Regions from separate parts of the Mus musculus genome. Here all the other regions are linked to region 5. The links are chromatin contacts, called in public HiCAR-type and promoter capture Hi-C maps. All regions are on one chromosome and are shown on one strand. The core of a region is the stretch at or near the end of the contact, and the rest is flanking DNA. Distances in the headings are between cores, read along the strand shown.

Region 1 (3,102 bases), core at 105-2,604, 1.4 Mb before region 5:
GGGCAGCCTGGTCTACAGAGTGGTAGCCAGGGCGACCCAGAGAAACCCTATCTCTAAAAACAAAACCGCCACCACCAACAACAAAAAGAATCTAGGAGACAGGAACTCTGGCATTAAGTTCACAATATTTCTTTTATTCAAGGCCAGCCCCCAGCCCAGGATCAAGGTCCAGCTCACATTTAGGGGTGGCCTTCCTTCCCTTACCCAACCAATAAGATCCCTCACAGACATGCCCAGAGGTTGTATCTTTGGTGATTCTAGATCCTGCCAAGTGGAAAGTCAACAATAGTAGCTGTCATGAACACCAAAGACCATCTTGCCCCTGCAGCTCCCTCAAGGGGTGTTCAAAATGTTCAGAGACAGATTGGGTTCCCACGTCCTCCAAAGATGTCACGCCCCCCCCTAAAGCAGAAAGCTGAATCTGGTGGCTGGTGAGCCAGCTCAACAGGTAAAGATGCTTGTCTTCAAGCCGGAAGACCTGAGTTTTGTCCCTAAGTTGTCCATGGTGTAGGAACAAAGCTAACTCCTGCAAGTTGCCTTCTGCCCTCTACACGCATGATAAATACGTAACTGCAGGCGGCTGGAGAGCTTGCTCAGCGGTTGAGTGCTTCCTGTGCATACAGAGGATTGGAGTTCGAATCCCAACACCCGCTTCGGTTGCCTCACAACTGCCCCTAACTCCCGCTCCTGGGGATCCCAGACTTCTTATCTCCACACACTTGCACTCACATATGCACATAGCCCCACCCCCACCCTGCGCACATATACACACATAAATTAAAAATAAATGCTTTAAAATATTAAAATGCAATAAAGTAATAATAAAAAGAAAACTGGAGTTTGAAGACATGAGGATAGACTTGGGGCTGTAGATTCTGAACATGATGGAATGTCCCCATCTTGGTACTGGGATGTGGATGTGAATGGGGATTGGGGCAGGGGGCAGGGGGGAGGGGAGCAGCGGCGAAGGTGGAATGGGAGGGGGTGGAGCAAGATGGTTCCTAGAGACACAGAGTCCTGGATGGTAGGGTGGATTCAGGGCTAAGAGCCTGCAATAAGTAAACTGAGGGTGCCACCTAGTTCGGTCCCCAGGCGTCCCCTGTGGCTTTGCAGTGCTGCCCGGATGGCAAGCCGTAACAGAGGCAGTTCAGTCTAGTCCAAGCTGTCTTCTGCTGGCTAGAACAGCAATGGGGTGGAGGGGACCCGGGGAGAAGCTAGCAGGAGGGAGGGGGCCTCCCAGCCGGGCGATTGGCAGCGTGCGCCCAAGTCCCCCCCATATCCCGCCCCCGCCCCGCCCCCGCCACCATCTGCTCGGGATTTGCGATCCGGGAGACTCCAGGCTCAGGGGCTCGGGGCTCCGGAGGCAACTGATCGGGTCTGTTCAAGGCCCTGGAGCAGCCCGAGGATCTGACACCTTTCCAACCTGCTGCGCCTCCCGAAGCGGCTCCTGGTGTTCCCGCGTCCCAGCCCTGGTCTGGGCGCTGATGGAACCGCGGCGATGTTCACTCTGGCCAGGCTGCTGGATTTCCAGAAAACCAAATATGCAAGGTGAGTAGCGGGTCAGGGGGTGATAGACAGGGGCCAGGACACCAAGATCCTTCTTTCCTTTCCCCACTGTCTGGAGAACTGGGCTCGATGCACAGACCCCGTTGCCTGGGGCTAGAACAACCCAGCTTCTTCATAACGGAGTGGTAATTGTCACCCCGCTTTTGCGCTCAGCGCAGCGGATTCTCCGAGTTTCCTTTTTCCCCTGGGCGAGGTGCTTCTTCGGTCCAAAGCTCAGTTTCCACATTTGCGACCCGGTGAACTCTGAGAGTCTCCACCATTCGGAACCACGGAGGATTATATGAGATGATCCTTAGAAAGCAAATCTAAGGGTGGGGGAACTGCTCCATCCCTGTGGAGCTCTCTGGGGTCCTCCCTGAACCCAGATTTCTTTTCTTTTCTTTCTTTTATTTTATTTATTTATTTTTTGAGTCAGGTCTCACTATAGTAGTCCTGGCTGGCTTGGACCCTCCTTTGTAGACCAAGCTGTCCTTTGACCTCACAGAGCTCTGTCTAGCTCGGGAACACTGGTCCTTCTTTTCCTGTTTTCGAGACAGTCTTGCTACATACCCTAGGCTGGCCTTGATCTCACTATGTAGCCCAGGCTTGTCTTGAACTTAATTCTTCAGCCTTAGCCCCCCTGGATGCTGAAATTAGGGCTGGGACTCACAAGAGTATATTTTAGTTAACATTTTGTATACCTGATTCCCATCTGAACACGTTAGTTGTGAGTTATTTTGCATTGTGTTTTTTTAATACGAAGTTTTCATTATCTGGTGTGCATTTTGATTTGATTTGGTTGTCTTGAACGAGTATCATTATTATTACTATTATTTTTATTGCATGTGGGGTTGTGTACCCCACACATATATGGAGGTCAGACAATGTTGTGGAGTTGAATCTTTCCTTCCCACTATCTATGAATTCCAGAGATTGAACCCTGGTCTCCAGGCTTTTGTGGCAAACTCCGTGACTTGCTGAGCCATCTTGTCATGCCTTTCCTAGTCCTTTTTTTAATTTTATTTTTAAAAAATGTCTCATTCTATAGCCTAGTAGCCCAGGCTTCTCTGAAACACACTATGTGGCCCAGGTCAGCCTTACACGGACAGCAGTCCTTTGGCCTCAGCCTCCTGAAGGCTGGGATTACAAGTGTGGGCTGGTATGCCTGGCTGCTCATGGAGATGTGATTGCCTCTGTGGCGGATGGAGAGATAGGCCTTTGAGAAAAGACCCGGTCGTAGGAGATAGAACTGTTTCACTTGAGTAAATGGTGAGCCTCCAGGCTCACCATTTCTCTGCACACTTGCAGATTTACTGCCCCAGAACTGAAGCCAGCAATAGACTTGGATGTTCCAGTCTCCAGAGCCTCTGTTCTGTGGATCCTAAGCTGGTCCCTAACTCACAGCTGGGGATGGTCTCAAATTCCCGATCTAAGTGCTGGGTTAGGTTTATGGATGCAATGCTGGGGACTGAACCCAGTGCCTTGTGCATGGTAGACGAGTCTACTGAGCTACTTCCCCGGCCCACAAACTTCTAATTCTTTCAGCTAGCATGTCTC
Region 2 (3,083 bases), core at 281-2,780, 1.4 Mb before region 5:
CTCTTTATTTACCAAAGTAGGGTCTCTTCCCTGAACCCCAGAGCTCACTGACCCTGCTCATCTAACTAGCCAGGGATCTGCTGGGATTATAGACAGCTGCCTAGCTTTTCTATGGGTGCTGGGATCCCAACTCTGGGCCTCAGAGTTGTGTGACAAGTGCTTTATCCACTGAACCAGCTCTCCAGTGCCCAGGTCCACTATTACTTCTGGACTCAGTGTCTTTAGCATTCTGTTCTAATGTAGAAAAGACCCAGTGTGTTACAACGGAAAGAACACCAGGAGAGCAACCTCAGGGGATGAGAACCCAAGCCTGCCCCATCCCACTATTAGCCAACTTTAAGATCCTGACAGACTCTAGCCCTTTCTGAACTTCACAGTCTCATTTGTGGCTGGTCCCAATTTCAGGACAGCACCTCCTTCTTGAGCTCGTCTAAAGGTCCAACTGAGCACCTGTTGCACCTCCCTCCACACAGGTACTTGCCATTCTCCAATCTAACTTTTAAGTGAGGAAAAACAAAAGCCTCAGTCCCTGCCTTGCTAATGCTATTGTGCCAGTAGCGACCAACTACTTAGTGTGATGCCAAGTGACCCATTCCTCCTCCTCTTACATCACTTCCTCTTACTCACTTCCCAAGATGGCTCTTCTCCCTTCCAGTCCCATAACTCATCCATCCTTCATCAGAAACCTCATCTATTACCTACCTTCCAGGTATGCCAACGAGGCAGCCTTGAAGAACCAGATGGGGAACTACAGGAGTTCAGTCCGGTAAAACAGTGGACCGGTACGAAGGTTCTTTTTTACCCCAGGAATAGCCCACCTCACCCCCTTTTGAAGCTCCCAGACCCCTTGAGGATAAAGTCTCAGATCGAAGGCCTGGATTACTACTGCCGTTTGGTCCTTTTTTGGAGGAGACCAAAGTTACTTGCCAGAAAGGTCGGCAGAGAAGAAATAAGCAAACAGAAAAAGAAAAGCCATGAAAAGCGACAGAAGCAGTGAGGATACAGATGTATAGAAAGGGGGAGGCGGGCGATGCCCAGGATGGCCGCAAAACCGAGTCCGGGTGACAGGCGCAAACCGGCGTGCACAGTTCCTTCCTAACTTTGCGAAAGGCCAGGTCTCAGGACAGGTGGATGGGGGCACCCCGAGTTCCATCACCTCCCCCGGCCCAGGAGGCAGCAGCGCTCGAGCGGCCGCGCGGGCTCAGCACGCCCCCCGCCCATACCCCTCAACCTGACCAGCCCTGGTCTCTGCCCCGGCCCCGCGTCCGCGCCCGGCCTTACGTGTTATCCTGGTTGAAGTTGGCGAACAGCAGCTGGCCGGCGCCGGCCTCTCCGCTCTGGCTCGCCAGGTTCATGGCTGCGAGCGCGCGACGGCCTCGGACCCCCCTTGGCGGGAGCGCGCGCAGCTCGACTCGGGCGGCCCGCGGGAGCACGCTACACTCAGGATCGACGTCCGGTCCGGCAGGTCGCCCCGCTCGCCGCCTCTCGCTGCGCGGGGACCAACTGCCGCCTCATCCCGTCCCCACTCTTGTTTATGCTCCAGAGCCGGGACGGGCTGCGCGCTTGCGCGGTCCCGCCCACCCTCGCGTCGCACGGCGGCGTTCCGCGCAGGCCCGCTGCGTAGGCCCCGCCTCTTCGCCGCAGGCATCCGCGGGTGTTTCCGGTCGACTGCGCATGCATAAAGGTGCGCTGGTGGGTGCGCCTGCGCGTGGCGGAGAGTGGGCGGGGGCTTGCTGTCTGAGAACGGCGAGTTACCTCGTTGGTCCTGAGTCGTTGATCATTGTTCTAGGAACTTTGGCGCACCGCGTTGCTCGAAGAGAATGTCGCACGTCCGTTTTGCAGATTTGAAAAGCGAGGCGCAGAACTGCAAACGATTTGCCAAATGTTGGGTCTGAGACTGGAAAGGCGCGTGCGGTCACGGTCCTTGGGACAGGATTCTACTTTAAATGTATTGGTCCGTGCAACAGTCTATGGGAAGCACCTTTCTCTCCTTCCCGCTGCTTCCCTTCTTTCCTTTCTCTTCTTCCCTTCAAGGAGATAGAAATGTTCTGGTGGCGAAGGTCCTGGAGAAGAGAGAGACTTGTTCTGTGCTGTTAGAACTGAACCTCTAGGCAAGAGGCTGGTAGTTCCCAAGAGCAGTGTGCTGTCCTTGAGGACAGTTAAGCGGGGAGCAAAGTCGAACTTTGTTAGTACAGCCAGAGGGGCAAAGATGGCAAAGTTGTTGAGGAAAAGATGGCGCACACTTTCCCACCCTTCCTGTTTCGTGTTTTTGTTTTGTTTGTTGTCTTTGGATCGGGGCTCATCTATCTTAGGCTAGCTTTGGACTCTGTAGCTGAGGTTGACCTTGAATTCCCGGTCTTCCTGCCTTTACCTCTTAAAAGATTATGGAGCTGCACCACCACGCTTGTTTAAAGTAGCCTTTAAAATGGTTTGCTTTAGCCTTTGGAGACCTTGGCTCTTCTGGAACTCACCATCTTAATCTTCAATGCATAGAAATATACTGCCCTCGGCCATCTGCCCTCCGTCCTCTGCCCTCTGGTGCTGGAATTAAATGTGCTACGATTCCCAGCTTTTCTTTTTTTTTTTTTTAATGAATTCTTTAAGAATTTCATGCAAAGCATTTTGATCATATTCAACCTCACCACCACCCAGATCCACTCTTCTTCCCTACCCACCCAACTTTATGTCTTTTTTTTTTTCAGTCTTTCTTTTTTAAACCCACCAATTCCATTTTGTGTTGCCTATATAGTTTTGGATATGGTCTTCCACTGGAAGACCTATCGGAGATCATACATACCCTTGAAGGAAATTGATTCCCCGTTCCCAGCAGCTACCAGTTAACAACAGCTTAGCTAGGTGTGAGGCTTCATGCCCATCTCTCTTATACATACATCTTGCCTGGCTTAGCTTGCACAGGTCTGGTATATTCCACTGTGAGTTCATGTGTGTAGCTGCCCTGCTAGTCCAGAAAACACCATTTCCTTGACAGTATCCAGTGCCTCTGGCTCTTATAGTCTTTCAGACTCTTCTACAGTGGTCCTTGATCACTGGGAGGAGGGGTGTGGTATCTGTGGCTCACTTTT
Region 3 (3,048 bases), core at 238-2,737, 1.2 Mb before region 5:
CAGTGGGGAAAGTTGCTCCCCACCCAGCCTGACAGCCTGAGTTCAATGGCCTAGTCTACATGGCAGAAGGACAGAACTAACTCCTGAAAGCTTTCCTGACATCTGACACATGCACCCACCCCCACCACTCAACACATGATGGATGAATGAATGAGTGAATGAATGAATGATGAAAACAAACAAACCAAGAGTTACACAGAGCCAGAAAAAGAGCAACTGTCCCACAAGTACCAGATACAGAGAAAGAAACCCAAGCTGTAGACCTGCTGTGATGTCACATGCAGGCGCTAGGGCGCCTCCATGGTCCAGTGTCTATCAAAAGTGGCCTTAACCTGTGTGTGCAGTGACCTGGAACCTCCCACTGGGCAGCCAAGCAGCTCTGCCATGCGTGGCCCCTCCATTTCCTCCTTCTAGGAGCATGGTGGGTGCATCTGCCACAGCACCAAGCACACCCAGCAGGGCCCTGGTGGTGCTCATTTCTCTGAAGGAGAGGCAGCAATATGGTTTGGTGGCTAAGGTTCCTGTCACCTGAATTCCATCACCAGCACCCAGAGGGCAGAAGAAGAGAACAGACTCCCACATGTTGTCCTCTGACTGCTACATATGTGCTGCCCAAGTGCACAAACACACAATAAACAAATGGAATGTTTTTTTAAAAAAATTAAATCCCTAACTCAAGGACCCACTGAAAGAGAACTTGAAATTAGATTCAGGGTGTTTATGAACAGACAGACAGACGGACAGACCTGAAGACCTTAGGCTCGCAGAGAAACTACAGCTTCAGTCCCAGGTCAGCAGTCAACCACAGCCCTTGACACATCTCAGAACTGTAGTCTCCTAACTCCTTCTACTAGGAAACAAAGACTTCTAAACATTTGCTGCTTTTTCTTTTTTTTGTGTTATGAGACAGTCTTACTATGTAGCTACAGGCTGGCCTTAGAGTTATTACGTAGCCCAGGCTAGTCTCAGGTCTGTGACACTCTTCCACCTCCCCAGTGCAGGGAGGTGGTGGTGGTAGGGATTGTAGATCTGTCCACCAGGCCTGCCCTGTGAAACCTAGATTTAGAGTCAGTCATTTTAACCAGGCCTTTCCCCAAGGGAGCTTCTTTCTTCAGGTCTATTCTGCCTTCCGGGCAGACGGCTCACACCAGCAGCCATTGATAAGATCTGATCAAAGGCAGAGGAAGCCTCTAGTTCTCCAGAGGGAGAAGAGCAGGGGTTAGAGATGTTTACAAAACAGCGGAGACTCCAGCTTAGAGACCTCTAAGCCGGCCCAGATAAGAACCCAAACAAAACAAAGGCGCCTCTTATCATCGGGAGGAATTTGCAAGAGCCTTTATTTGGTTTAACCCTCCTCTCTTACAGCACACTCCTCGGAAGGACAGCTGGCCCCACAGGGGACTGCTTGGCTCTCCTAGTCTCCCTGTACCCAAATTTAGAAGAGGCCCGAGCCTGAGAACCAGCACCAAGCCACAGCTCTGCAATCTTAGTAAGACAGGATGCCACTCGGGGCCCACGTGGCCTAGAAAGATCTGAGGTGAGTGAGATGGCTCAGCCGGTAGAGTGAACGGACCCACGTGACTCCCCAAAGCTGTCCTGATCTCCATACCCCAATCATGATGCCTATCCCCTCCTCAGACAATTAAGTAAATAAAACATAAAAAATAAAATAAAATAAAATAGCTTTCTTTATTTTGAAAGAAAAGAAGAATCAGGAAAGACACACTGGAAAGAAAAGGCACAAGGAATAAATGGATACCCAGCTGGGAATGGTACTCTGTGTGGGAGGCTGAGGCAGGAGGATTGTGAGTTGGAGGTTAGCTTGGGCCAAATGAAACCCTGTAGCAGAAAAAAGAACTTTTTTTTTCAAGAGCTGTCAGGCCATTTCCCTCTCCTGCATGTACCTAGGTTTCTAAATAAATTTTAATACTTTGAAGGAGCAATTACCCATTTGGGGAAACTGGGCCATAAAGCAGATTAATAACGCTGAATAATCGCTTGGGGAGGAGCTGGCTCCCTTCTCGGGATACACTAAACTGGTTTAACCGTTATGTAAATCGCATCCTTGGTCCTGTGATTTATCCCTGATGGCCCATTAGTCCGGATGGTTTGCTCTGCAATAAAAACAGCTCCAGAAGCCTGCAGGGCTACTTAGAGGAGCCTGAGGGATGAGGACCAGGAGTTCAAGGCCAGTTTGGGCAACTTAATAAAATCCTATCTCAAAATAGTAAAAGGGCTGGGAGCATGGGCCCTAGGTAGAACCTTTGCCTAGAGCCCTCCACCCCCAGTGAAAGGCTGGAGGTGTGGCTCAGGAGTACAGAACTGGCCTAGACCCCCGCCCCTCCCCCCCATTAAAAGGCTCTGGATTCTATTCATAATACTGGTATGAAAAACCCTAGCCAGAGACTGCCTACCAGTGTCCACCCCTAGTTCCCCCAAATGTTCACTCTAGCTGAGGACCCTCCTGTCCCTTAGCACCTGTCCCCACCTCCCAAGGTGGTCCTGTACAAAGTGGGTACCTGGGCATCCCAGCCCAGAAGATCACCATTTCCTGTCTTTCAAGCCCTCTAACTTGCTCCAGTCTTCCAGTATCACATCTCCTGGAGACCCCAGTTCTCCACATGGCATCTCCATGGACAGAGGCAGAAAGCCTGAAAGTTGGTTTTAAATGTCAAGCAGCAAGTTTGCTGACCTCCCTCAACAACTCCTCCCCATAAACCCAGAAGCACAGAGGGTGGACGCCAGAGGCTGGGACACTGTCTTCCTTCAAAGTATGGTGGCACTTCTTATAATCCCAGGTATAGGGTGGGGGCACGCACGCACACGCGCGCATGCACACGCGCACACACACACACAATTAAAACGTTTTTATGACTGTGTGGGTAAAGATGCCTGCTGCCAACACTGAATCCTGGGTCTCACACAGTGGAAGGAGAGAACTGACACCAGCAAGCTGTCCCCTGACTTCCGAACACTTGCTCCACCCCCACAAGAGTTAATTAATTAATTAATTAATTAATTACATATAAAACAACAAAAACAAAAAAG
Region 4 (2,981 bases), core at 137-2,636, 1.9 Mb before region 5:
TACACATACACACAAGTGTACACACACAAGCAAAGACACACAGAGCACACACACAAGCATATACACACACACATACACACAAGCACACATAACATACACAAGCACGTCATACACTCATTTGTATACAACATACACACACATAAGCACAGACACACAGAGCACACACATAACATATACACATACACACAAGCACACACACAGAGCACAAACACACCATATACACACATACACACACAAGCATATCTACACACGCACATCCACACAAGCACACATAACATACATAAGCACAGACACACAGAGCACACATACACACATGAGCACAGATACACATATATACAAGCACACATAATATACACACACACAAGCACACCACACACTCATATTCATATATATATATATATATATATATATATATATATATATATATATATATAACATAAACACAAGCACAGGCACACATTACATATACACACCATATACACATACGCATATAAGCACACATACACACACTCATACACACAAGCATACACAACATATACACACACACACAAGCACACACACTTATACATACACAACCTATAGAAGCCCAGACAGAGCACACAGATACATCATACACATACATATACACACATACAACCACACACACAACTTGAGGTTTTTTTATTTATTTAAAAAAAAATTTTTTTTGAGACAGGATTTCTCTGTGTAGCCCTGGCTATACTGAACTCACTCTGTAGATCAGGCTGGCCTCGAACTCAGGGCTTCCTCTGCCTCCCAAGTGCTGGGATCAAAGGTGTGGACCATCACTGCCTGGCTGAAAAAAATTCAATTTCTATTTTTTATTTTGATTTTATGCATATGCATGTTTTGCCTGCATGTATATCGGTGTACAACTTGCATGCTTGGTGCCCACAGAGGCTGGAAGAGATCGTCAGGGATCTTCTAGAACTGAAATTACAGACCACTGTGAGCTGCAATGAGGGTTCCATGAATCAAATTTGGGTCGGTGCTCTTGAGCGCTGGCCAGCACTCCAACCTTGATTGAACAGAGCTGGAACTTTTACTCTTCACCAAATACCTTGGGAGGAGAGTTGGGTCATTTTACCTTTCTCACCTGGTACAGAGCATCACCTCAAGAGGGGATAGATACGTGATTAATCGGTTGATTTCATAGCTAAATCGGGGCGGCTACAGTGACCCTGTGGTTCAGCTGTTCTTTTGTCTTCCCACAGCAAGGAGGAGTCAAGGTTCTGCAGTCGTGGAGCCTGGATGGAGGCCGGCTAGGCACCCATCTCTATGGTCTCGCTCTCCAGGTCCCTCCTCCCCGACTGTCCGCGTCCCTCTATGGTTCTTCCTGTTATTAGTCGGGAGGGGGCGCTGCGCGCAGGCGCGAGGTGGACGCGGTGGCGAGGCCGGAAGGAACGCAGTAGCGGCCTCGGTGGCGGCGGCGGCGGTCGCAGCGGCGGCGGTCGCAGCGGGGGAGCTTTTCCAGCGGCTGCTTCTTCAGGTGAACTTGAGACTGAACTCCCGGGCGTCGAGCCGCGCTCGCGGAGCTGGGCTGGCTGTGTTGGGGCGAGTCCGTGATGGGCGCTCGCGCGCGCGGTCTCCCGGGGCTGCGGGTCGAGCGAGGAGAGTGGCCTCCCGCCGGGGCGCCACCGGGGTGGGGGCGGGGCCCGAGGGGGACGCGCTCGCGAGCCCCGGGGGCCCGGGGACCCGCGCGGGGGGTGACGGGAGGGGAGCGACGCCGACGACCGCTGGCCTGCCGGCTCCCCTCCCGTCACTTGAGGAAGTTTCTCGGGCCGGCCTGCTGCGCGGGGGGCGCCGAGCTGCTGAGAGACGGTTCTCTGGCGGCTCGCTCTGGTGGCCGCGCTCCCCACCGCGGCCTGGAGAAGCGGAAGAGGCGACCGACTGGCGACTTCGAACTCCAGCCCGGGCCAGTTTGGGGCCCCTTGGAGTCCAAGTTGACGCCTGTCATCCCAGTCTGAGCTCCCGAGTGAAGGGGACTTGAAACTCCTGCAGTCGGGAGTCCCGGTGCGTGGTAGCGGAGAGCGCTCCCGTGCGCGTGGCACCCTGGGGTGAGCGGCAAGACCCACGCTCGAGGGGACGAGGCGGCCCCTCGTGGGGCTCCTCGGTGATCCCGAACTCCTTGCATCTCCAAAGGGTGCAATGACTTGGTATCCTCTTCTCCATTGTGCTAAGTGTCTTGGACGCCATCTCCGCTGGGGTTTGTCTTGGATTCGTTTCTTTTCTTTTCTTCATTTTTTTTTTTTTTTTAATTTTTCTGCATAGCCGAGGCTAGCCTGAAACCTGAAAAGTAGAGGCTGGGCCCAAGGGACTCAGGAATTTGCATGCCTCTGCCCTGGTGTAGGCCACCCCACCACATCTTGCCATTATGTTGTTATTGTTATTGTTATTGTTATTGTTATTGTTATTGTTGAGTCTAACTGTAGCCCTTGCGGGCATGTAGCTCAGAGGTCTGCTTGCCTCTGCTTCCTGATTAAAGGCATGTGTCATTTTTCTCCTACTCAACAGCCGCTCTACCTTTGAGCTCCACTCTCAACTCCTTGCTGGATTTTTTTGTTGTTGTTGTTTTGTTTTTTGTTTTTCGCGACAGGGTTTTTCTGTGCAGTTCTGCCTGTCCTGAAACTCACTTTGTAGACCTCAGAACTCAGAAATCCGCCTGCCTCTGCCTCCCAAGTGCTGGGATTAAAGGCATGCGCCGCCGCCGCCGCCGCCACCACCACCACCGCCCAGCTTCCTTGCTGGATTTTTGTTTGTTTGGTTTGGTTTGGGTGAGACTAATGGATTTATTGTGTTTTCCTTCAGAGCAAGGGTGAAAGAGTATGTATAGGAGCCTGTGTGCATCAGGGTCAAGTTTTCATCCCCACCATGAACGGTGACCTTATGAAAGCTCCGTCTGCTTGTTATTTTAACATGTAGAGAAGGGGCTTGTCACTGCCCTTGCTTGGAGGGAAGGACAG
Region 5 (3,049 bases), core at 547-3,046:
ACCCCGAGGTGACTCCATGCCACAACCACAAAGTCTACCTCAGGGAATCCACCCCAGGTGGCGCGCACCCCAAGAGTCCACCCCAAAGATGCTCATTCAATACAGCACTCATCTATAGAATCCATCCAAAGTGTGAGCACCCAGGGATCCGCTCAGGGTTGTCTACTCCAATACTATCTATCCATCCCCAATGTACACCCCAAAGATATCTATCCCTAGCCCACTCAAAGCTGAATATACCCCCACAGGAGTGTCAACCTTAAAATCCACCATGTGTATTCATATAATCTAGGAAATGATCACTCAGTCTATCCCAGGAGTGTGAATTCTAAAATTTCATGCTCCCAAGGCCTAGCCCAGATGTGTCCATCTCTAAAGTCCACCCCAGGGATGTTCAATCCTAATACAGTCTATCCCAGGTGATGCCCACTCCAAGACTCCAGTGTGCACCTCCACAGCCCAGCCAAGGGGTATGCATCCATAGTTCACCCCAGAGGTGTCACCCCAAGACTGTGTAACTCTCTATAGCTCAGCCCTGAGGTATCTACCTGCAAAGTCACCTCAGTGATGTCCACCCCTAATATAGTTCACCCCAAAGGTGTCACCCCAAGACTTTGCAGCCCTGAAACTCAGTCCAAAGGTATCCACTCATAACATAGCCCATCCCAGATGGTGCCCACAAAGTATACCACAGGGTGTCACCCCTCAAGCTCAGCTCATAGGTGTCCACTTGCAAAGTCACCTCAGAGATGTCCAGTCATAATGCATACCAAGTGGTGCCCACAAAATTCACCCAAAGGTGTCACCCAAGATTGTGTACCCCTAAACCTCAGCCCAGAAGTATATTACTTGCAAAGTCACCTCAGGGGTTTCCACTCATATAGTACATCCCAAAGGTGTGACCCTAAGACTACACAGCCCTGAAACTCAGCCCAGATATACCCACTCACAACATAGTCTATCCCAGGTAGCACCCACAAAGTACACTGCGGGTTGTCACCCCAAGATTGTGCACCCCTGAAGCCCAGCCCATAGGTGTCCACTTGCAAAGTCACCTCAGAGATGTCCACTCATAATACAGACCAGGTGGAGCCCACAAAGTCCACCCCTGGGGTGTCACCTCTGGCGGCGCGCGCTTCAGGAGTCCACCCCGGGACTGCGCACCCCTAAAGCCCACCCCGGGAGGCACCCACAAAGTCCACCTCGGGGGTGTCTCGGCGGTCAGGCCCGCACCTACCTTGCGCCAGCGCCCGCAGCAAGTGCAGCTGGAGCAACAGCAGCGCCCACCACCCGCGGCCCGGCCTCAACTTTGCCGCCCGCCGGCCCGCGCCCGGCCCGGGGGTCCTGGGCGCTGCGCGCAGCCCTGGGCACTCGGGGTCGCAGTGGTGACCGGTCCGGCTCCTCCGCGGCCGCCCGGGCCCCGCTCGCTCAGGGGGCGCCGCGACTCCGCCGCCCGCCACCGAGGGCCGGGCGCGGGCCATGCCGCGGAGCCGCCACCCCCGGGCGCCGCGGGACGGGCAGGGCGGGCGGGAGCGCGCAGACCCGCTGAGGCAGCGGCGAGCGCCGAGGGGCGGCGTCCGGGCTCCGATGAGCAGCGAGCCGGGTCGAGGAGAAGTTGTCAGCGAGCGAGGAAATGCCCAGCACGTCGCCCCCGCTCCTCGCAGCCGCACAGCGCCGGCCCCGCAGCGCTCTGTGAGGGGAGCTGAGCAGAACGCCTCTGCCGCCGCCTCTGCCGCCGCCGCCCCCGCCCGGCGCTGAGGAGAAAGTGCGCCCGCCCGCGCGCCGGCTCTCGCCTCGGCCGCCGCGACCGCCGCGCCCCATTCACAGCCCGGCCGCACGCGCCGCCCGCGCCCGCCACCCGCATCTGATTGGCCGAGCCCGGCGGCTCTCGCGCCTGGGACCCGCCCCCACGGCGCTCGCTTGTTTTCAAACTCGCCGCGCCCGCCCGCTTGCAATTTCGTGCCCGGGCCCAGAGCGACTTCCCGCGCCCGCTGCGCCCCCTAGGGACCCGCGGCGGGGATTGCAGCCGGCGCGCCGTCTCGGCACGCGCTTCCCCGGCGGGCTTGTCTGCGGGGCGTGCTCAGGCGGGGCGGTGCCTGCTCCCTTGCCGGGAGACCCCAGGGGCTGAGCTGCACGTCCCGCGGGTGGGACGACACCAGGTGTGGCGGCCCCCTGGCACCGCAGTCCCTACTGAGCCCGAGGGACTAGGGATCGGAGGGCCAGTGGGCACGCCCCTCCATGCGTCCCGGGAGCCTTCCTGCTTCCAGCCAGGGACTCTGATGCTGGGGTGGTTCCGAGCCAAGTTGCTGTCATTGCAAAGGAGAAAGGCGCGCGATCGAGTTTTCAATTCCCAGCAATCAGAAGCACCGTGGGGCGCAAAGACGCAACCTATTCTGAGGAGTGGACATGGCTTTGGAAGAAGTGTCCAAGGTCATGCGTGGCCAGCAGGACCACAGTACAGGGTACTTCCCGCTGTGCGTGGGAGGATTTGGAGGAAGGACCTGCAGCGTCAAGGATCGGACATCCCAGGGCCTGGGGAGTCTGCAGGGGTGGAGAGGTCGGGATGGGCGCGGACCCTCAGCAGCATGTGGTAACCATTAGCTGAGTTTATAGGGTGAACTAAGCACGCTGGAGCCTAGAGGCTGGGACTTTTGTGAGAGGGAAACTGGAGAGAGAGGCGGGTAACAGTCCAGTCTTGCGTTTTTAGGAGTTATCGGAGAGCTTGTGATGGAGTTTGAGTGAGGTCATATATGACTAGAAGGCCAAAGAGACAGCGAGTGTGCCCTGCCAGGGGCTGGCTCCCTAGGAAGTGTGTTGTGTCAGCTTACAAGTACTTGTGATTGATGATTGTCCCTGCTAACAAAAAGCCCCAGGCAAGGGGCTGAGACTCGTGAGTTAGCGCTAATTCCTGTTTGCAGAGTCCCTGTACTGAGCTGCCTCTTGACACATCTGCCTGTGTTAACAGTTAAGGAAAAGTGGGGAAACTGACGCCCAGATAAAATTGGTGGGTTATGAGCTCTATCTGAAGACCCAGTCTCTGCCTTTTGCC
Region 6 (2,906 bases), core at 137-2,636, 1.3 Mb before region 5:
AGAAACATTTATCTGGGCCTGCTTACAGTTTCAGAGGTTCAGTTCATTATCATCATGGTGGGAAGCATGGCAGCATCCAGGCAGGCATAGTGCTGGAAGAGGAACTGAGAGTTCTGCATCTCGATCCGCAGGCAGCAGGAGGCTGACCATATGTCATACTAGGTGTAGCTTGGGCATAGGAGACCTCAAAGTCCACCCCCACAGTGACACACTTCCTCCAACAAGACCACACCTCCTAATAGTGGCACTCTCTATGGGCCAAGCATTCAAACACAGAAGTGTATGGGGCCATATCTATTCAAACCACCCAGTGAGGAACTGTATTAAAGGGTTGCAACATTAAGGAAAGTTGAGAACTACTTCTCTACAGTATAGTTCTTGACAAACTGCCCACAAAAAGATATACTTCTCGGGTTAGGGTGTGCAGTTTGAGATCACTGAACATACCAGAGAGAAGTCAAAGCAAAATACATTATTTGGGTCAAGGACCTAGAGCTGATTTGGTCCCATTTTGCATGGTTTAAAGTTAGTCTGCCATAATTTGACTTGTGTTTTTAAAATTCTGGCTGCTTAGGGTTGAAGTGATTCAGTTGGTAGAGCATTTGTATTGCATACATGAGGCCCTTGGTTCGATCCCCAGAACTACATTAACTAGGCATGGTAGTGCAAGCTTGTAATTCCAACACAAGGACAATGGAGGTAATAGCATCAGGAGTGCAAGGCCAGCCTTGGTCACATGGAGTTTGAGGCCAATCTGGCATCTATGAGACCCTATCTAAAATGTAAAATAAAATTCTACGAAGGATACATTAAAATTAAAGAACTGGGGTTAAATGCTGACAACACACACTATATACACGTATGCAATTGTCAATGAATAAATAAAAATATATTCAATAAAATAAAAGTCTGGCCTTCCTGTCCCTGGTCAGTTTCATGCATATTCAGTTATGTACCTGTCCATCTTTGTCCACCCCTCCACCTTCGTCCACTAACTGGGGTGGAGGCCAAACACCACCTACTTGATCATAGAGTACACAACCCCAAAGCAGGGGGGCCCAAGAACAGGCCACGCCCTTCTTTCCTGCAGCCCCGCCCCTTGAGATACCACGACTCGACTTTGGGAAACTAGCCCCGCCCCCTTGCCGAGGCCACGCCCACTCAAAGGCCACACCTCTTAGAGAATCGTTCTTACCGTTGGGGACCAGAAGGGGGCGCTAGCGCACAGCCTATCTTTCTCGGTCGGCCAGGCCCGCCCTAATACATGTGACCCCGCCCACTCGAGGCTCCGTCTCTGCCCATTGGGCGCTGAGGTGTCAAGTTTCTGTTCGTCTCGCCCGACTCCCCGCCCTTAGAGGCTCCGCCCCCAGAGGCCCCGCCCCTTCGGAGGCCTCGCCCTGTCCGTTGCGCGGCCGGCAGGAGGCGCTTCGAGCCGGGCGCCAGCTCGGCTAACGGCGGGCGTGGGAGCCGCGCGCGGGGGACGCAGCTGACAGGCTGCGCTGAGGTGAGTGCGGGGCGCGAGAAGGAAGGTCAGCAGAGGCCGAGGATGGCCCAGGAGGTGCGGCTGGGCCACTGCGGGGACCCGCGGAGGGTGCGGAGACCGCGGGCTGAGACACGGGTGGCGGGGCACGCGCTGGGGCGGGGCCGCGCTGGTCACGGTCCCCACGGCGAGTCCGGGCGCGATGGAGGCAGGCTTGCTCGGTTGCCATGGAAACCGGCGAGCGCACGGGGCCTGGAGCGGCCCGGGGGAGCTGCACCTGAAGGCCGGGTGGGCGCGGGTTGCGTGGCCCCGTGGACTTCCAGGGGCAATCCGGGTTCCGTCACTCGTGGCCAAGGGACCTTTCCAGGCCTCAGTTTACCTGGTAGTGCTTTGGAGGTGCAATCTAACCTGGAACAACCCGAAAGAGCTCAAGGCGGGAGTCCCGCACTCGCCCACCAGGATGGTGGTGACACCCCCGCCTACACCCGTCCCGCATCGCGTCTCCTCCCCATCGGTGTGCCCGCGAGAGGCATTGTTTCTCCAGCTATTTCTGTATCATTTCCAGCCAGTCCCCCGACAAGTGCCGCGCCTGAGACAGATGCTGAGCTGGAGCTCCGAGGCCCTCAAAGGGATCTGGCTTCTGTCCCTGGGGAGCCCTGGGATGGGGGCCTGACAGGCTGCAGACCTGCCCGGCCCAGCCTCTGTCGCCTGTCGAGTGTTTGGTTAATCTGAATTACCAAAAAGAATTTGATTACTGGTGTCTCTCGGTGCTGCGGGCCACCTCTTGTGCATTCCAGAGAGGAGCTTCTCTTTAATCCTGCTGGGAGAAGTCAGTCCCTTTTTGCTAAGTGACTAGCGGCCCAAATGAAACCTGATTGAATTATGCTTGCCTTTAAAGCCGCCCTCCAGCTGGAGCCATAAAGATAGGATTTGTGGATGAGGGGAGGAGGCTAATGCGCCGTCTGCAAAGTTGACTGCTCAGTTTTTCTTCTGTTGGAATGATAATGTGTTCCACATTGTCCTGTTGGAACAGAGACGTCCCTCCACCCATGTCAGCCGTCGTTGACCTCACTGCCTGCCTGGTCTCTGTGACTTAACCTTACTTTTTTTCCTTTTCTTTCTTTTTTCTCTTTTCTTCCTTTCTTTTTTTCTTTTTTAAAAAAGCAGAATCGGAGAACAAGAAAAGAGACAATTTCTGAGGCAGCCACGGCGAGAGCCCTGCGTGTACTCTTGACTCTCTGGGACCTGAGCTGTCCTCAAATGTTTGTGTGTCAGAGGCGAGAATGAGGCAGAAAAAGGAAAAGACAGGTCATACTTCCAGAAAAACAGATCTGGTTACCCAGGGCGTACTCGCCTCTGTAGGACTTTCCCTGAATTCCAAGTGGCCTTTTGAGAAACATTTTTGTCCTGTGTGGACAAACAGGCT
Region 7 (2,963 bases), core at 161-2,660, 1.2 Mb before region 5:
GGCCAGCTTGGTCTACAGAGTGAGTTTCAGGGGCCACACAGTAAAACTCTGTCTCAGCCATCTCTAAATAAATAAATAAATGGATCAGTTGTCTGTGGGCGCTGAGGAAGAGAGCCCCCAACTTCCTAAATCATGGCTGACAGTCCCACTATGGTGTCCTGACAGGGCTGATGGTTTGCAAACTGCCCCCATTTTGAGCCTGTCTGTCAGGTACTTGAACTTGGTTCTGCACTGTCTCTGCAGGTACCACATGTCCCAGGCCGAGGAAGGTCTCCAGTAGCTTTCCTACCACCCTCGCCTGCTTTGTTTCCTGCATCCTCCACCCAGAGTCTTATTGAGGCACCTAGAGAACAGGCTGGGTGAGCAAAAGGAGATACAAATGGCCCAGGGTTGTACCCAACTGGGGCAGTGATAAACCACAGATGCTATGAGACAGGATAGCGTTATTTTTGTGTTGGCATGAAAAGGTTACTGCTTAAAAATGAAAAGTACCCACCCAGTACTGAAGGCAAAGGAGGGCTGTGGGCCCATGGGGAGACTGTGTGGCTGGGTCACCAACCATTTTCCTAATAGATCTTAAGAAAACTGTCTTTGTTTTTTAATTTATTACATTTATTTATGTACATGTTGGGGTGCTCGAGTGGAGATCCAAAGACAACTTGCTGGAGTTGATTTTCTTCTTCCTCCCCGAGCCCCGGGGGTCGAATCGAGAGAGTCAGGCTTGGTGGCAAGGTCATTTACCTATTAAGTCCCTCTGTCTTCGGAGTACTGTCTTGTTCGTAGACTCCAGACTTTTAACTCTTTCAGGCTCTGGGAGATCCCAGAGATCTTAACCATTCTAAACTTTCCCCACGAGTGGCCCAGCTCAGAGTCCAGATTTGTCCCTTTGCATTTTCAGTTTACCAAATGCATCAGGTCTGGGCTTCGGGTAGTCGTTTCCTTCGCTGAATCACGTACCACCAAGTCTTGGGCTGGCTATTTGGGAAAGAACCTAGACTCTCAGTGCAGGGTCAGCACTAGCATGGACCCAGACACGATGAGGAGGATCCCTTAGCTGAGTTGTGCGCCTCACATTCCACGCAGGTCGCCCTGAGCCCCGGACCCGGCGCCACACGGAGACCCGAACCGTGCAGCGGGACCACCGCCTCCCCGCTCCTCCCCGGCTTCGTCTCACGCCCCGTGGCCCCAGCCCCAGATCGGCAGACCTGGCCTGGTGCAGCAGACTTTCCGCGCCCGCCGAGAACATGCCGACACGGCTCCAAGCCCACCAGTGCCCGAAACGTTGCCGCGGACTTCCGGGATCGTGTCACATGACGTGTCATGTGACCGGACTGTGTCTGCCCTCTTTCGCCCCACCTCTTACCCCCGCCACCACCCTCCCGCGTCCTGGCTGGATCACGTGGGAGAATCTGGAGCGCTAGCTGACGGCTTCCGGTGCCACACCACGTGGGAGGGCCATCCCTCCCACTCCCCCGCGCAAAAGACAGACCAGCTTCCGGTCCTGCGGCAGGTGGGCGGGGCGGGGCGGAGGCCTTGGCCAAAATATTGCAGTACAGAAGCCAGTTCCCGCCTAGCTCCTGGGCTTCTCTCCACGTCAGTCAGCAGCCAGGGAGTCATGGAACCGTGGTCCTTGGAACCCAGAACTCCTGGCTCCGAAACAGTTTCCTTTGATCCCGGAACTGCCAGTGGTAGACTCTAGACCTGGAGAGACTAGGCAGGCACATAGTTTAGCAGTAGGGTGACTAGATTTACCCCAGTGAGAGGCTGGGGGCGCGACTTGGTGGCAGAGAAAGAACATCCTTAGCAAAAGCTGTATGGCAGACACGTTTTATAAATTCTGTCAGGCTCTTTGCTGCAGAAATACCCAATGTCTTGCTAGTCTTGGGTTTTAAGATGAGGCCCTGGCACTATTCACCTATTTGGGTTGGGAGATGGGTGCCTATTGCACACACAGAAAAAGGAAACTGGTAGTAGACTGAGGAGCTGTCACAGTGGGAAAGACACTTGGACCCGTGTCTTTCTGGCTCTTGCCAATCAATACCTAGTGCTCATGGCCTAGTAATAAGCAAGGCTTCAGGGAGAAACGGGCAGAAGTAGAAACGGCTCAGCTGGTAAAAGTGAACATGAGTACCTGAGTTCCATCCCTGGGTGGCCATATAAAAATAAAACCCACACTTGCAGTCCCAGCACTGAGGAAGTGGAGATCGGAGTATCCCTAAGGGTTGCTGGCCGGCCCTAGCTTACTTGGCAAGTCCCAGGCCAACGAGAGATTCTGTCTCAGAGAAGAGGTAGGGCAAGAAAGAAGACTCAGAACCTGAAAGTGATTGACACACAGGCCTGACAGGCTGAGTTTGGGTCCTCAGAAGCTACATAAAACCTGAGCCCAGTAGTGTAAGGATTTGTAATCCCAGCACACCTACAGGAGATGGAGGAGGCAGGAGACTCTCCTGAGGCTGGAGGATAAGCCGCCCTGGCTTATGAGATGGTAAAGAGAATCTGTCTCAGACAAGGTGTAAGTAGCCATGAGGGTGGGCACCTGAAGGCTGTCCTCTGATCTGCTCACGTCTCCTGTGGCCAGTGTACATATGCCTATGCCTCTGCATGTGAACACACACCCCACTTGAGGAACAGCAGCTGAGGTTGTCCTCTGCCTCCACACAAATACACACACAGGTGCAGTCACACCCAAAAACATGTACACAGAAAAAAGGGACAAGTGGGTTGTTTCTCACCTGGCTGAGTGTCAGGATGAATGCCAGGGGCTCTGAGGCAGCCGCCATGGGGTGGTGGCTTGAGTGAGAATGGCTCCCATGGGCTCATATACTTGAATGTTTTGACCCCAGTTGGTGGAACTGTTTGGGAAGGGTTAGGGGGTGTGGCCTGCAGTCAAGTGCCCAAAGCATCCCCCATTAGCTCAACTCTGTCCTGCAGCGGCTGTCTCAATATGTAAACTCTCAGCTACT

Evidence for each region. Promoter capture Hi-C pulls out the DNA fragments that hold promoters and counts their contacts. HiCAR-type assays count read pairs that join an accessible place to other places.
Region 1: a promoter capture Hi-C map of hippocampal neurons shows a contact between it and region 5, with 4 times the contacts expected there. The contact joins the promoter of Mmd2 here to the promoter of Sdk1 in region 5. A contact is called at or near these places in 3 of 39 promoter capture datasets (the C10 cell line, hippocampal neurons and liver) and 1 of 484 Hi-C or Micro-C datasets (embryonic stem cells).
Region 2: a contact with region 5 is called in a promoter capture Hi-C map of pre-B cells, with 2.5 times the contacts expected there. The contact joins the promoter of Wipi2 here to the promoter of Sdk1 in region 5. A contact is called at or near these places in 1 of 39 promoter capture datasets (pre-B cells) and 1 of 115 datasets of contacts at active chromatin or transcription factors (large pre-B cells).
Region 3: a promoter capture Hi-C map of pre-B cells shows a contact between it and region 5, with 4 times the contacts expected there. The contact joins the enhancer-like site here to the promoter of Sdk1 in region 5. A contact is called at or near these places in 5 of 39 promoter capture datasets (cranial neural crest, frontonasal cranial neural crest, maxillary cranial neural crest and 2 more), 1 of 484 Hi-C or Micro-C datasets (embryonic stem cells), 8 of 115 datasets of contacts at active chromatin or transcription factors (embryonic forebrain, embryonic limb bud, forebrain and 5 more) and 1 of 9 other capture datasets (embryonic stem cells).
Region 4: a contact with region 5 is called in a promoter capture Hi-C map of pre-B cells, with 3 times the contacts expected there. The contact joins the promoter of Rnf216 here to the promoter of Sdk1 in region 5.
Region 6: a HiCAR-type map of astrocytes shows a contact between it and region 5, with 4 times the contacts expected there. The contact joins the promoter of Radil here to the promoter of Sdk1 in region 5. A contact is called at or near these places in 4 of 39 promoter capture datasets (embryonic stem cells, hippocampal neurons, liver and 1 more), 1 of 484 Hi-C or Micro-C datasets (embryonic stem cells) and 1 of 115 datasets of contacts at active chromatin or transcription factors (astrocytes).
Region 7: a promoter capture Hi-C map of pre-B cells shows a contact between it and region 5, with 6 times the contacts expected there. The contact joins the promoter of Ap5z1 here to the promoter of Sdk1 in region 5. A contact is called at or near these places in 3 of 39 promoter capture datasets (embryonic stem cells, hippocampal neurons and pre-B cells), 3 of 484 Hi-C or Micro-C datasets (cerebellar granule neurons, cortical neurons and myocytes) and 5 of 115 datasets of contacts at active chromatin or transcription factors (astrocytes, craniofacial prominence, embryonic forebrain and 2 more).

Annotation. Positions count from the first base shown.
Region 1 is chr5:142,607,004-142,610,105 of GRCm38.p6, reverse strand. Mmd2 (monocyte to macrophage differentiation-associated 2) reads left to right here and starts at 1,354. Exons shown (of 7, transcript NM_175217.6): 1 at 1,354-1,548. The coding sequence starts at 1,499.
Region 2 is chr5:142,628,031-142,631,113 of GRCm38.p6, reverse strand. It overlaps Wipi2 (WD repeat domain, phosphoinositide interacting 2), which reads right to left and starts at 1,530. Exons shown (of 12, transcript NM_178398.4): 1 at 1,282-1,530. The coding sequence starts at 1,355.
Region 3 is chr5:142,414,635-142,417,682 of GRCm38.p6, reverse strand. All of the region lies in intron 1 of Foxk1 (forkhead box K1), which reads right to left. Among named protein-coding and RNA genes, the nearest start is that of Foxk1, 15 kb to the right of the region's middle. Within about 2 kb of position 1,487, at least 102 of the 459 cell types and tissues checked have an H3K27ac peak or open chromatin away from gene starts, as enhancers often do. A contact at or near this core is called in pre-B cells, pro-B cells and regulatory T cell precursor, where this site is marked.
Region 4 is chr5:143,111,425-143,114,405 of GRCm38.p6, reverse strand. Rnf216 (ring finger protein 216) reads left to right here and starts at 1,386. Exons shown (of 17, transcript NM_080561.4): 1 at 1,386-1,507.
Region 5 is chr5:141,240,281-141,243,329 of GRCm38.p6, reverse strand. Sdk1 (sidekick cell adhesion molecule 1) reads right to left here and starts at 1,796. Exons shown (of 45, transcript NM_177879.5): 1 at 1,238-1,796. The coding sequence starts at 1,481.
Region 6 is chr5:142,549,578-142,552,483 of GRCm38.p6, reverse strand. It overlaps Radil (Ras association and DIL domains), which reads left to right and starts at 1,386. Exons shown (of 15, transcript NM_178702.4): 1 at 1,386-1,504.
Region 7 is chr5:142,462,378-142,465,340 of GRCm38.p6, reverse strand. It overlaps Ap5z1 (adaptor-related protein complex 5, zeta 1 subunit), which reads right to left and starts at 1,410. Exons shown (of 17, transcript NM_172725.2): 1 at 1,206-1,410. The coding sequence starts at 1,246.